Linked DNA regions of Mus musculus: region 2 is linked to region 1. Evidence: chromatin contacts called from public Hi-C data. All regions are on one chromosome and are shown on one strand. The core of a region is the stretch at or near the end of the contact, and the rest is flanking DNA. Distances in the headings are between cores, read along the strand shown.

Region 1 (6,864 bases), core at 3,749-6,248:
TGCGTATGTAGCAGAGGATGAACTAGTCAGCCATCAATGGGAGGAAAAACCCTTGGTCTTGCGAAGAACATATGCCCCAGTACAGGGGAATGCCAGGGCCAAGAAACGGGAGTGGGTGGGTTGAGGAGCAGGGCAGGTATAGGGGGCTTTGGGAATAGCATTTAAAATGTAAATGAAGAAAATATCTAATAAGGAAAAAAAAAAGCTATTGACTACTGAGTCTCAACTGCGCACACTCCTCTTAAACCATCTTTGGGGCACTCTGGAAAGCAATAGACCTGAACTGCATGTCAAGTGCAATGTGAGTCTGATCTAACACACTGAAAGACTTTCTGCTTCCAAGGAAGGAAGAGACAAAGTCCACGCTATCCAGGATGTGCTCCCTGACTCACTATGCTCCACTCCTTCCAAAGGACATGAACGAGTACTGGTCCATTCCAGGTAGGTCTTATCTATCCCTGAGTCTTATATCCCCTGAGCATCCTACAGTTGTCCTAAAAAACTCCAAGTAAGAAGGAGATAACTGGTTGGCCCTGGGCTACCTGGAGACTGTGTTTATGTTATTCCAGAAAAATGTAAAAAAAAAAATTGTTTACTGACCTTAGTGAATTCATAACAGGAAGTCTATAATGGCAAAACAGTAAGAAAAGAAGAAAAATAAGTTTAAATGACATAAAATCATTACTAACAGTACATAGAAGATCTACCCCTTTCTGAAAATCTAAAGAATACATTTGGAAAGTATATAAACTATACTTACCTTGTTTTTATTTTTCTCTTTTACTAGTGTAACTAGGAGCATATTATCCAGACTCACTGAAAAAGAGTCAGAATCTCTGAAGTGGTTACTCTACCAGTGGGGAATTCATTTATTGCTGAGTGTAACAGAAACTGGAATAGGAAACGGCTGAGCTATCAAATTTTCTGTTTGGGGACCACTCAGCTCATGTCGTTTAAACTAAAGTTGACACTTTAAATGAATTTATTGCTCTCACTTTCTTCCAGGACCAGACAGTAGTCCAACTCTCACACATGGACATCTTTGGGATTATATAACTAATCCAAAAGGGACATATTAATGTCACATTTTTTTTTCTTCAATGGTGATCTTTCCAAGGCCACTTCTTTGATGTGATGTCATGTTGTAATTTGAAGCTGAAACTTCCTCTTGCATTACCTGGGGAATCATGTACATTTTATAAGTAAAATGACATTTGTCAAATGATGCACTGTGGCCTTCAGGGTGAACAGGAGAATGAGGAACTCAAGCTTCTGCAGAAAACATGGCGGAGTATTCAGAGCAAAGTGGTCAATGTAAGAATGAAGTCTTCCCAAAGAATTCAGAAATTCATGGTAAGATTGTAAGGCAGAGAATGAATTTGGCAATATTAGGAGAAAACACCATCAGTAGCTCACATTGAAATACTTTATTTTGTTGATCAAGAAATACTAAATGTTGTGCTAGTTTCTAATCAGTGGTGACTAGGGTCTTCACGTAGTCCATTGTCTGTATATAAAGGAACACTTGTCTCGCTAGTGTTAAAAAAAGAAAAGAAAAAGATCTCAGTGAATAGATGATTTAATATTTAGTATTAATCCTAGTGACCATCTGAAAGCTTCTTTATGATACTGGTTGATAAGATAAAAAGAATACACACAATGTCTATAGAATAGTCGTCCTTGGAAGAGAATTTGTGAGGCAAGTGGATATTCCCTGGTAATAATGCTACAGTGAACTGAGAAGGCGTTGGCAAGCCCTTTATCCCAGAAGAGATTAATAGTCACAGCATACAGGGAGCTCAAAACATGAGCACAAATAATCCAGCTTATACCTGGGCACATGATCTGAATGGGAACTTCTCAAAAGAATACACACAAATCGCCAAAGGTATGAAAAAAAAAAAAAAACCTGCTCCATATCTCTGATCATCAGGTACATGCAAATCAAAAGAACACCAAGATATCATTTACCTTGTTTTTGAATAACTCTTTTCAAAGAGGTACAAGGCAACAGATGCTAGTGAGGATAAGGATAATGTGGAACTCTCTTGTGTTATTGGTGGAAATTTGGTTAGGACAGCCACTATGATAAAGGAAGAGAGAAACTGCCATGAAAGCTGTTGTATGTTGAGTCAAAGGAGTCAGGAAAGATGATTCTGTATCTCCTCACCACACAAAAAAGACTAATATCTCAGAGAACTTCCTTACCAATTAGCCCAGTCTGATCATTACATACTCAGACTGTGGACAGGCCCAACAACATCACATTTCAACTCATACCTAAGCACAATTATTTTCTGTCAGTTTGAAATAAGACATTTTCAAGCATTATGAAAAGTAAGTGATAGAAATCATTCTTAAACGGATGAAGACATGCTGTGCTGCCAACATTCCTGATGACGCAGATGATATTTTTGGTAAATCATTAACATGAAAGACTCCTGAGTCAAAAAGCTTATCTGAAGAGTTGCTTACCAAATGAAAACATTTCGAAAAGTATTGGTCAAGAACTTCTTTGAACACATTTCTTCAAAAAATTAGCATTTTATGTAGCTTAAGGTTGACCTTTAAAAAGTAAATTTCTCCATATAGACTACCTATTTAAATTTCATTGAAATAAAAAATTTTTGAATGAAAGCATTTGGTCTGCTCAGAAGGCTCATTATTGTGGTAAAGGGGCTTGCTCTGCAAGCCCGACAGCCTAATTCAACCCCTACAATACACAGAAAGGCATATGCAAAGAACTGAGTCACTTAAGTTTTCCTCTGACATCCATATGTACAGTGTGGCACACATATACACACACATACACACACACACACACACACAATAATAATTATCTTTTAAATATAAAAAAGAATATGATATCATTACATGTTGTGACGGGCACAGGTTTTTATTAGCAGAAGTACATACACTAAAGGAGATCTATCAAACTGATAGTGGAACAAATGACATCCAATGGCTCTAGGCCACTGGACACAACAGTAAGATTCAAGGCAGAAAACCCTCCAGGAATCTCTGCTTTCCCTTCATTCAAAGCATTTGCCCATAGAAACAGACCTTACTACCCTCTGCTGACCATTAGGTGAGTCATGGCTGATGAATTCAGTTGAAACAGACTTTTGGAAGATGACTCCAGAATCAAACGGAACGTTTTGGGAATTTCCTGGAAATGCTATCTCAAATTCGGAACTCGTCAAAGGGCCTTAATAAAGAACGAAGACCAAAGTGTGGACACTTTGCCCTTTCTTAGAATTGGAAACAACCACCCATGGAAGGAGTTACAGAGACAAAGTTTGGAGCTGAGACAAAAGGATGGACCATCTAGAGACTGCCATATCCAGGGATCTATCCCATAATTAGCCTCCAAACGATGACACCATTGCATACACTAGCAAGCGTTGGCTGAAAGGACCCTGATATAACTGTCTCTTGTGAGACTAGGCCGGGGCCTAGCAAACACATAAGTGGATGCTCACAGTCAGCTATTGGATGAATTACAGGGCCCCCAATGGAGGAGCTAGAGAAAGTATCCAAGGAGCTAAAGAGATCTGTAGGTGCAACAACATTATGAACTAACCAGTACCCCGGAGCTCTTGACTCTAGCTGCATATGAATCAAAAGATGACCTAGTCGGCCATCACTGGAAAGAGAGGCCCATTGGACTTGCAAACTTTATATGCCCCAGTACAGGGGAACCCCAGGGCCAAAAAATGGGAATGGGTGGGTAGGGAAGTAGGGGGGAGGGTATGGGGGACTTTTGGGATAGCATTCTAAATGTAATTGAGGAAAATACATAATAATAAAAAATATTTTTAAAAAAGGGGCCTTAATACATTCAGAGAACACTCATACTTCAAAATGTATCTGGTTGTCTTGCTGAGGAAGCTGTGTTTGCACCACAGCCGTACTACTACTTAACAATGTTTGCAATCTCTGTCTTCTTTTGCAGGATGAATATAATGTGCATCGTGGGAAAATATAGACTGGTCAAAACTTTTGCAATAGTGTGGTACCTGACTTTCTGTAAGTTATTATCCAAAGCTCCACTGGGTTTTCTGAACACCAGAATAAGAATTAATTGTTCCTCCCCATCAATTTGTTTTTGGTCATCTAAGCTGCCTCAAAAATGTGTTATATTTATTCCCCCCTAAATAAGCAAAAGTTCAAATGTGAGTCATTTTTGCCAATAATGTCTTGATAATGTTTATTGAACACACACTAAAAGTCACATCCTAAAGGACTTGTGTATATTATAATGGCTTCATACCAGTCTTACAGAGTAAATTGGCCTTGTTACTGTCCTTTTACAGGGTAAACAATGCACACTCAATGGAAGTGAAATAATCTCAAAGTCATGGCTAAGGAGATGATCTGAAATTCAAGCCAATACTTTCAACTCCACAGCTTCCTCTTGGCACCACTGATGCTATCTCTATCTACTCTAATGTTTTTTCATGGACTATACTCTTGTCATAAGTGAGTGGCGATAAATTTATTTACCATTATCTCACTACAATCCTTATAGCAGCTATGAGATATCAGTATGGTAGATTATAGATATGGCATATTAATTGATTTTCTTTGAAATCAAACCCTTAGTGGTACTGAAATTAATGTGATAACTTGTTAGGACATACACCACTAGCAGGTGGCCTACAACATTAGTTTAATACATGTGAAAATTTAACTTTCCTTGTGGAGTAAACTATTTATCCTTCCTCTCCACAATCTCCCAAGTGTGGTTACCCATGGGCATTCCCAGGTCCATTACTTAACAGTTCAGTGTTGTCCTCTATTTGACGGCATTTACAACAATCTACAAATGGCAATGGGTTTGGATTTTGTTTTAATTATTTTTAAATCCTTTATTTATAATCATCTCCCTTGATCTCCTATGTAACCAACATTCCAAGAATTCAAAATGCATACTGCCCAGAAACTCTTTTAACTCATACATTCAAATGGCTCAAACTTTGTTGACTATCAGAGTCACCGCTAGAGGTGACTCATTTGCTTTCAGAGATTAGACATGGTCTCCTTTGGTGTTCTCTATGTGCAGGAAACAACCAGGGAGTATTTAGCAAAAGAACAAGGAAAGGTTGATGTTGCAACACAACTCACATGCCAACTCCAGCTGGGCTGGCAGAGAAACCAAGACTATTAAATTCAGGGGTGTTCTCTCTCCCTCCCTAATGAGCATCTGAGATTAATATAAGCTCTTGAAGAGCTGAGGGTTCACAGATTTCAAAATGCAACCCCCTACAAGTTTGAAAGGTGGACTCATAAATTACGTGCAAATAAAATTCTCACATTGTTAAAAGGAACTCTGCTTTTTTTTTTCTTTTTTTTTTTTTTTTTTTTTTTTTTACGCATTGCTTAGGCAAGCTGGAAAAACTGCAAGAAGAATGAAGGTGTGCGCTGCTAGGTCCCATGGAGCTTCTTGTCTCACTAGCTTCTCAACTCTGTAGGCAACTGTCACACTCATAGCACTGGCCTTGTTCAAGAAGCAACCATTATTGGGTTCTTTGTAGGGGTGATGCACAAGGTTTCTGTGATGCAACAGTCCCAATTGAACCTGGCCAGCTACGTGTGTCCTTCTCACCCAGTAGGTGACGAGGGGTAAGCAAACATTCTACCCTATCAGAGATGATGATGATGATGATAATCAATTTGTTTGGCTGGGTTTTACGGAGAAGAACCCAACCGTGAAATTCCCAAATTGGTAGACAATGGAAGAATTGGGAAATGTACAAAAATCGGCAGCGCAGAGTGCTGTAAAGCATAAATAATCATGGGTTAGAAAGAAGAAAAGAGCTAATGGAAGGACTATCACAGTATTTGACAAACCTGAAACTTGTGAGCAGTAAGAGTTTTACTTAGGTCAGTTGCTGGCAGAACCTCCCAAGGAACAGCCACATCAGATTCCTGTCAGCAAGCTCCTCCTGACAAGAGCAACAATGTCACAGTTTGGTGTCTGCAAACAGGATGGATTCCCAGGTGGGGTGGTCCGTGGACAGCCCTTCCTTTAGTCTCTGCTTCATTTTTTTTTTTTGGCCCTGTCTTTCCTTTGGGTAGGAACATTTCTGGGTTTAAAACCTTTGAGATGGGTGGGTGGCTCCAACCCTCAACTGGGGGCTGTGCCTATCTACTTGAGATGTAAATAAGTAGAATGATTGATTTTTTTGAAAAAAAAAAAAGAATAAAAAATAAATTTAAAAAAATGTTAGGATGCTCAGAGCTCCAGGGTACCAGAAGACCATCGTGTTCTTGCTGCTAAGAGAATGAGATGTCCTGTCTGTTTCAGTTGCCCCATAATGTGGCTCCATTTCATCAATCCAGGCACTTACTATGAATGAAAGTGTCACAGCCAATCCCATGTTACATTAACCTGGTAAGAAGTTGATTACAGCCTTCTTCATCTTGGATTCCATTTCAGATAATATTGAGAATTTTTGCATCAATATTCATAAGGGAAATTAGTGTGAAGTTCTCTTTCTTTCTTGGGTCTTTGTGTGGTTTAGGTATCAGAGCAACTGTGGCTTTATAGAATGAATTGGGTAGAGTACTTTAGGTTTCTATTTGGTGGAATAGTTTGAGGAGTATTGGTATTACATCTTCTTTGAAGGTCTGATAGAACTCTGCACTAAGCCCAACTGGTCCTGGGCTTTTTTTGGTTGGGATACTATTAGTGACTGTTTCTATTCCTTTAGGTGATATGAGACTGTTTAAATCATTAATCTGTTCCTGATTTAACTTTGATACCTGGTATCTGCCTAGAAAATTGTTCATTTCGTCCAGGTTTTCCAGTTTTGTTGAGTATAGCCTTCTGTAGTAGGATCTGATGATTTTTTTTAATTC
Region 2 (6,908 bases), core at 2,080-4,579, 150 kb after region 1:
ATCTCCATGAGTCCTGGTGAGGATCCAGCATTGACAGGATAGCAGAAGCCAGGGGCCTCGGACCAGACCAATGACTCATTGCAATGAACATTTGCTAAGAAATCTGTTTGTGCAAAAGAGTATGCTGTGTGACACACTGTGACACACACTCGGCAGCTTCCATGGTGGCCAGGTGGGTGGTTGTTGTTGTTGTTGTTGTTGTTGTTTTGCTTTTTATTTGTTTGTTTGTTTGTTTGTTTGTTTTATTTTGAGGAGACAGTTGAAAGGGCAGAAAGCAGATATGAAGGGATTAGAAATGAGTGGGACTGGGGTGCAGGATGTGAAAGCACAAAGAGCCAATAATAGGTTAAAAGAAAAAGAAAAAAGAAACAGGGGAAAATGGAGTCTCTCACTATGGTGCCCAAACTGGCTGTGGGTTTCTTTGTGTCTGACAGGAGCAAATGGCAAGTCAGTCAAACCTTGGAAGGTTGTAAATTTGCCTTGGAACTAACTCAGTACAACAGACAGGGGGGCACTTCTGAAGAAAAAGGTGGGCCTTCCCTGACCATTCCAGCAGGAAAAAAAAAAAATCTGTTCCCCGTAAGAAGCTTCCTAGATTGAGACTTGTTAGAAAAAAAGAGAAGTTTCAGCATAGCGAGGGGTGGGAGGGACAATAAGGGCTGATGAGGTCTGCAAATGAAACCCATCGTATACATTCATAGAACTTCACATAAATAAAATGCTCTATTGCTCGCTCCCCGTGGAAAGTGCGGCTGGGTGACACTAACACACATGCTTATACTCACCAGATGGGTAAGCTTGTACTCGATGCAGGATGTGTCACAAGTCTTAAGCTAACAAAGGAAGAGAGAGAGAGAGAGAGATCCCTCCGAAATGAAAGAAATATCATCAGTAAGGAATGAGAGATCCCTTGCAGAAATCCCTATTTAGAGCATAATGTCTCATTTCTGTGAAAATTTAAGGTTAGAAAAATTAAGCAACCCGAGGTCATTCAGAAACTATGCGATGGTACCAGATCTGTAAATGAATTCTCAACTCCTGAAAAGGCGACATAGTCTGTATTATTATAATTATGCCGTCCCAAGCATGTGACGAAGACTCCCATTGCCAGCACAGATATCCCATTTCAGGAATGATGCTCCATTGTGCCTTCCATGTCCTTAAATGTCCCTTAAATCCGAGGTTTTATGAGACTGATGAAAATCAAAATAAAATCCACACCTGGCTTAGAAAATCCCATCGTCAGCGTAGCCAACCTGCAGCTGCTCAGGGAAGCTACAGACTGTCATCACAGTGCCACCCGAGCTCGCCCAAGAATTGTCAAGAGCTGGTGGCCCGTGGAGAGGTGGTGACGTCCAGCTGAGGTTTATCCAGGTGACTGGGTGGGTGTGTCCTTCCTGAAATCTTAACTGGAGGACCAGCATTGCTTTGCACTTGGAAGCACATCACGGCTTTTCCCAAGTGCGCAGGATTTCTGCCCTCTGTCCTTTGACAAAGGCTAACTTGAGGATGGTGAGACCTCCCTTCCTACTGCCTGTGGGGTCCAGGATACTTCTAACCCTATCTACTGTACATAACCATGGCCCATGGAACCTTTGTCTCTTTGTGTTCACCCTCATCATTAAGAAATAGGAAAACTAATTCTTTTGTATGGGCATAGGGGCACTGTCATATCTAGTTTATTCTAAATTTGAGTGTTTGTTTTCTGTCTGGCTCTGCGATGTATACTGAGGGTCTAGGATATAAAATTGGAGACTTACATGCTGAGAGTATATGGTTACATGTATGAGGACAAAGATATGAACATTTAATATCCTAAATATATGGAACCTTGGATTTGCAAAGCCAAGGTCCCTCACATTTGCTTGTGGCATCATTTAAGGTGCATTCACACTTGACTCTGCTTCACAGACTGCCTTTCGTTTCAGAGCACAAAATAGCCTGAATAAAAGACCCAAGATTGCGAAAGAGCCTCCCAAGTTCATTGAAGATCATTCAGACTCACGTGTGCGGATACATTGCTTATATTTAGAAACGTGTGCTCAAACGATGACAGCATAAGATCGCCACGGGGATGTTTTCATCTGCAGTTTTTACTTCTGTCATCCACCACAGCACGTCTGCTGTTGACCATAATCAGAAGCTTGACAAGACCACTTATTTACTTTTCACATATTTAAAATTTGCAGCTGTATTTACAACGGCAAAAAAAAAAAAAGTTAGATTACAATTCACCCCAAGATTCTCATCATAAAGTGCTGTGATTGGGTTGCCACTTCAACTGGAGAAGCAATGAGGAATTCCATGTGGAATTCCTGTATAGTATTCCTGACCACAGCCGTGCCACAGCGCCACGAAGCTCTGTGACACATCTCTTTACTCTTGGGGAATAGCCTCCAAGATTTCTGGTGGACATCTGAGAACACAGATATTACTGAACTCTATAAATACTATGGAAGTGGGTTTTTTTCTTCTATACATACACCCATTATAAAGATTAATTTGTAAATTAGGTATCATATGAGATTACCAATAGTATCATAAATTTTAACTACATTCGAACATAAGTCTTCCTCTTTCCTTATTAAGTCAAAAAAACCGTACATCTTTTGACTTAATGATATGGATCTCTGACTTCTCATTGGCATATACAAGTTTTCCACAGCATTATCTTATGCCTTGGACCCACTATTAAGTGAAATCAGTATTACCAGAGTGCAATTACTATGGTATCACAAACCAACAATCTGATAACACAGACACATACTAAGTGGCTAGTGGGAAGGTAGCAGAGTTAATGTTGGAGTCACTGGACAGAAATATGATTCACAATCCTGATGGGACAAAGAAGAACAGCGTGTGACTTCAAAGTGCTACACAGACAGCACACAGTTTAAAAGTGATGGATTGTTTGTGGAATTTTAGAGTATTATTTTTTGAAACAGTTGACTGTGGGTAATGGCAACAGCAGATAGAAAAGCTGTATAGAAGCAGAAGCACTGTAGAATGTGAGTGTCTCGTAGAAACAGTCTTTTATCAGGAGGCAGAGAACAGCTCCGTGTACTAAAAATGGTCACATTCAGCCTTCTAAAAGGAACAAACAGTGCATGTGCTCAGCGTGACATAAAGACTCCAGAAGTGAGGTGGGTGATGAGAAAGAGAAACTCTGTGTCCATGAGATACTGCTGCAAATCCAACGTGGTTTGCTTAGGAGGCCTGGCTTCTGGAGACTGACCCATTGTGACCAGAGTACCTCCACTCTGCTCAGTGCAGGCTGATGTGGGCGTGAGCTCATGACAGTGTCCAGATGCCACACCAGGGAAGAGAGCAAGCTCTTCAGAAGCTGCTGGTTATCTAGAGCTGTGGATGGACCACTGACAACTCGGCACCTCAACGTAGGACAGACTCATTTCTCCCGCACAGCTCCCTAAGTCACAAGTCTATCCCTGTGTGACTGGCATCTCTGCTGTTATCACTAGGGCCAAGTGATAGCAGCTACAGCGAAATCAGGTGTCAGTTTGGGTCTGAAGCCTGTGAAGGAGTAAAAAACTGCGTCCATTGGTTTTCTTTGCAAGGATGCAAGGCCAAAGCATCCATTTCCTTCGGAATTAGGATCCAGAGGCTATTCTCAGCCAACAGAGGTCACTCAAATTTCTTACCACAAAGCCCCATCTCGCTCCAAGCCAGGAAGAATAGCCAATGCCTGCAGATCTCCAACTGCCTCTACTTCGAACCTCTTGACCTTCTACATTAAAATAGATTGTGTGCGCAAGTAAAGCCCAGCTGGAACATGTTCCTATCTTAGTTCAGTCATTTCTGAACTGATTTAGAAAGTTAACTAGATCTGCAGCTAGATCCCTCGAACAACACATAATAGCACAAGCACAAAGCAGTGTCACGGGAAGTTCCCATAGTCAAGGCCAGTGAATGCAGGGCAAAACTTATTCTGGGATATTATGGAATGTTCCTTCAGCAGACAACCTGACTTGACCTGTTCACCTTCACAGTACATCTCCTCATTTTAAAGACGAAAGCAGATAATCCCAGATTAAAATGAAGGGAGAATAAAAGCTTTTACCACTCCCAGGGGGAGTCTCAACATTGTCAGGTTTCCGGGACTGAGGAGAAGGCTCGGCTGATAAAACACTTGTAGTGCAAGTATGAGGATCTGAGTTCAAATCCCCTGCATACCTATAAAAAAATCTTGCTGTACCAGCACTGGGGAGGCAAAGCAAGGGAATTCCTGTGTCAGGTCAGTCAGCCAGTCTAGCCAGTGGGTGAGCTCTGGGTTATGAGCAAGAGTGTGGTGGCTTCAGTGAGAGGGGCTCCCATAGACTCTTATACTTCCATGCTTGGTCCCCACCTGGTGAACTAAGGAGAGCTAGAAGGGGTGGCCTTGTTGGAACAAGGGCTGCCTCGTTGGAGGAACTATATGGCCAGGGGTGGTTTCAAAGGTTCAACCGGAACCAGTGTCTCTCTCCTTGCTACCTGTGGATCAGGATATAGAACACTCGGCTACTTCTCCAATGCCGTGTCTGTCTGCATGTCTACCGATCCTTGGCATGGTGATAATAGACTAAGCTACTAACCCTGTAAACAAGCCTCCCATTAAATACCTTCCTTTATAAACGCCATCTTGCTCATGGTGTCTCTTCCTAGCAAGAGAACACTGACTAAGCAACCCAGGCTTAAAAATAATTTTTAAAATTTATTTTTAAAATTTCATAAATAAATGAAGAACAACTGAGAAAGGCATTAGCATTGATCTTTGGCCTCCAACACACATGTACAGACAAGAACACACAAGCGCATTTTTAAAACTGGCATGTTTATTTCCATTTATTGATATTCCGGCATTCATGAATGTGTCAGTATTTGCCTTCTAAGTCTGAAGAGTTCTTCATTGTCTTCTGTATGTAAAACGGAGGGACTGATTTTATAAACCATCTTTTCATGACTAAAAAGTAAAGGGAGAAAATTAAATTAAAGAGTAAATTATTTCAATGCAAAATAGTTAATAAAAGAAAAAATTACTTATATTTACCATTCAAGGTTTTTGGGGTTTTGAGGCCAGAGCCCAAGAAAACAAGATTTCAAAAAAACCTACTTCCATATATATATATATGTGTGTGTGTGTATGTGTGTGTATACATATATATATGTATATATGTATATATATGTAATACATGTGTATAACATATTTATATTATATATGTATATATATTATATAATCATATATATTGAAATGTGGAAATAATGGTCTGCTTGTATTTCTTTTCAGATATTAATTAATTCACAAAAGATTTAAAAACATAAAAAAGAAAGATGAGCCACTGTAAATTCCCCAGCCTCCTTGGAAACCCATACTAAAATAGACGGGGAGCTGTAGGGGGTGTGTACTGCCTTTCAAGACTCTCTGAACCTTGCAGATGCATGCCTTTCTGCACATAGCACCCTGTTGCTCTCACGTCTCAGACAAACGTCACGACCAGTTTTACTGAGTTATACATAGTTTTGTAAGCCCATGTCTTCCAGAAGTCCCTGTGGTTTCCTTTGGTGAAGTCCAGCCAGTGATGAACACTGAGAATCCCAGAAGGACAAGGGATCCTCCTAAGGGGCCAACACAGAGAAGAGCAGCTTAGAGACGGTCCCAGAAAATGGCTTCCATGGTGTCCTTTGCCGGTGACCTTGCTGGGGGACTTGAGCATTGTCCCTTAGCTCCTTCATACAGCATTCAGACCATTGCTGTGGGTGGAATGGTCATAGCAGCAATAGTTTGTTGGCAAATGTGGGACCTTTTAAGGGTGATCTTTTGCCACCATTCATTTATGTACATAATATTGAAGTAAACCTGAACATTTTCTTTTTCTCTTTTTTTTTAAACTATTTATTACCTTAGCTGGTGGTCTGTATTATTTCCACATTTAGGCCATAAAATAGTCTTCCTTCCTTTCCTTTCCTTTCCTTTCCTTTCCTTTCCTTTCCTTTCCTTTTTTAATGGCTTTCTTTCAGTTAACTTTGTTGCCAGGTCTCCCAAAAAGACAGCTGAAGTCTATTAACTGTGCTGATCACTATGATTTGGAGAAGGTGTTGGCAAACTTGTGAGTAGGGCACGACGCTGCTGAGGGCTGGTGCTCTAATGATGTAAGGATGAAATGAGATAACTGGAATGGAAGGGAACGGGGTGTTCATGTGCACACATCTCTCCAACTTTCTTCTCTGATCCATCAAGTTAAGTATCTGCAAGTGTGAATACCTCCTGGGACACATCCATCTGCCTCTCACGTCTGAGTGTGCCTTTCAGGAACATTCCTGTGAATCTCCAATACACAGGCTTACGGAGAGGCCTGGGTGCTGAGTCTTCACGCTTCCAGCTACTTATAACCGCCCAAAATCATCATCCCCAGAGCATAGGACTCATGTTCTAGGGAATCAAACAGAGATAGCACAGATCAGTGTTTCAGCTATTGTGACATTTCTTACCCTCATAGCAATAAACAGATGTTTATGTTCAAGTGTGCCCATGTCAGGAAGGCCAGTTACAGCATGGGTGCTTTTTGGGGCCCACATGTCCCCCAGTGTTAGCTCCCTAGGCCATTTTACCTTTAGTAAAAATTTCCTATATATCCCTATGCTAATTTGACATTAATAGAAAACCCTGAAGTATACCTACATGATGAAAAATATATAACTCCTTTTCTCTCATCTATTCTTAATGGGATAATACTTTTTAAGACTGGGCTAGCTATGCACAGGTACTCTTTGGGGTAAATTATTGAGACCAGCAATGGGTATGCAGGTATGTTTGTTTCTGATGCCAGTTGATAATCCAAAAAGTTCCTTCCTTTGAATTTTTTATTGCTAAACTAGTGCACGTTCCCTCTCAGATGGAATAAATAGCATGGGTC

What was found. Hi-C and Micro-C count contacts between places; a contact is called where the count stands out from the background.
Region 2: a Hi-C map of uterus shows a contact between it and region 1, with 9 times the contacts expected there. The contact joins two enhancer-like sites. A contact is called at or near these places in 10 of 484 Hi-C or Micro-C datasets (adipose-derived mesenchymal stem cells, cortical neurons, embryonic stem cells and 3 more) and 2 of 115 datasets of contacts at active chromatin or transcription factors (fibro-adipogenic progenitors and pancreatic cancer cells).

The regions. Positions count from the first base shown.
Region 1 is chr16:87,087,098-87,093,961 of GRCm38.p6, forward strand. No RefSeq gene overlaps it. Among named protein-coding and RNA genes, the nearest start is that of Gm32865, 38 kb to the right of the region's middle. Within about 2 kb of position 4,999, at least 12 of the 459 cell types and tissues checked have an H3K27ac peak or open chromatin away from gene starts, as enhancers often do. A contact at or near this core is called in uterus, where this site is marked.
Region 2 is chr16:87,235,997-87,242,904 of GRCm38.p6, forward strand. It overlaps Gm41484 (a long non-coding RNA gene), which reads right to left. Exons shown (of 3, transcript XR_876207.2): 2 at 6,257-6,424; 3 at 4,841-4,957. Among named protein-coding and RNA genes, the nearest start is that of Gm41484, 7.2 kb to the right of the region's middle. Within about 2 kb of position 3,330, at least 7 of the 459 cell types and tissues checked have an H3K27ac peak or open chromatin away from gene starts, as enhancers often do. A contact at or near this core is called in uterus, where this site is marked.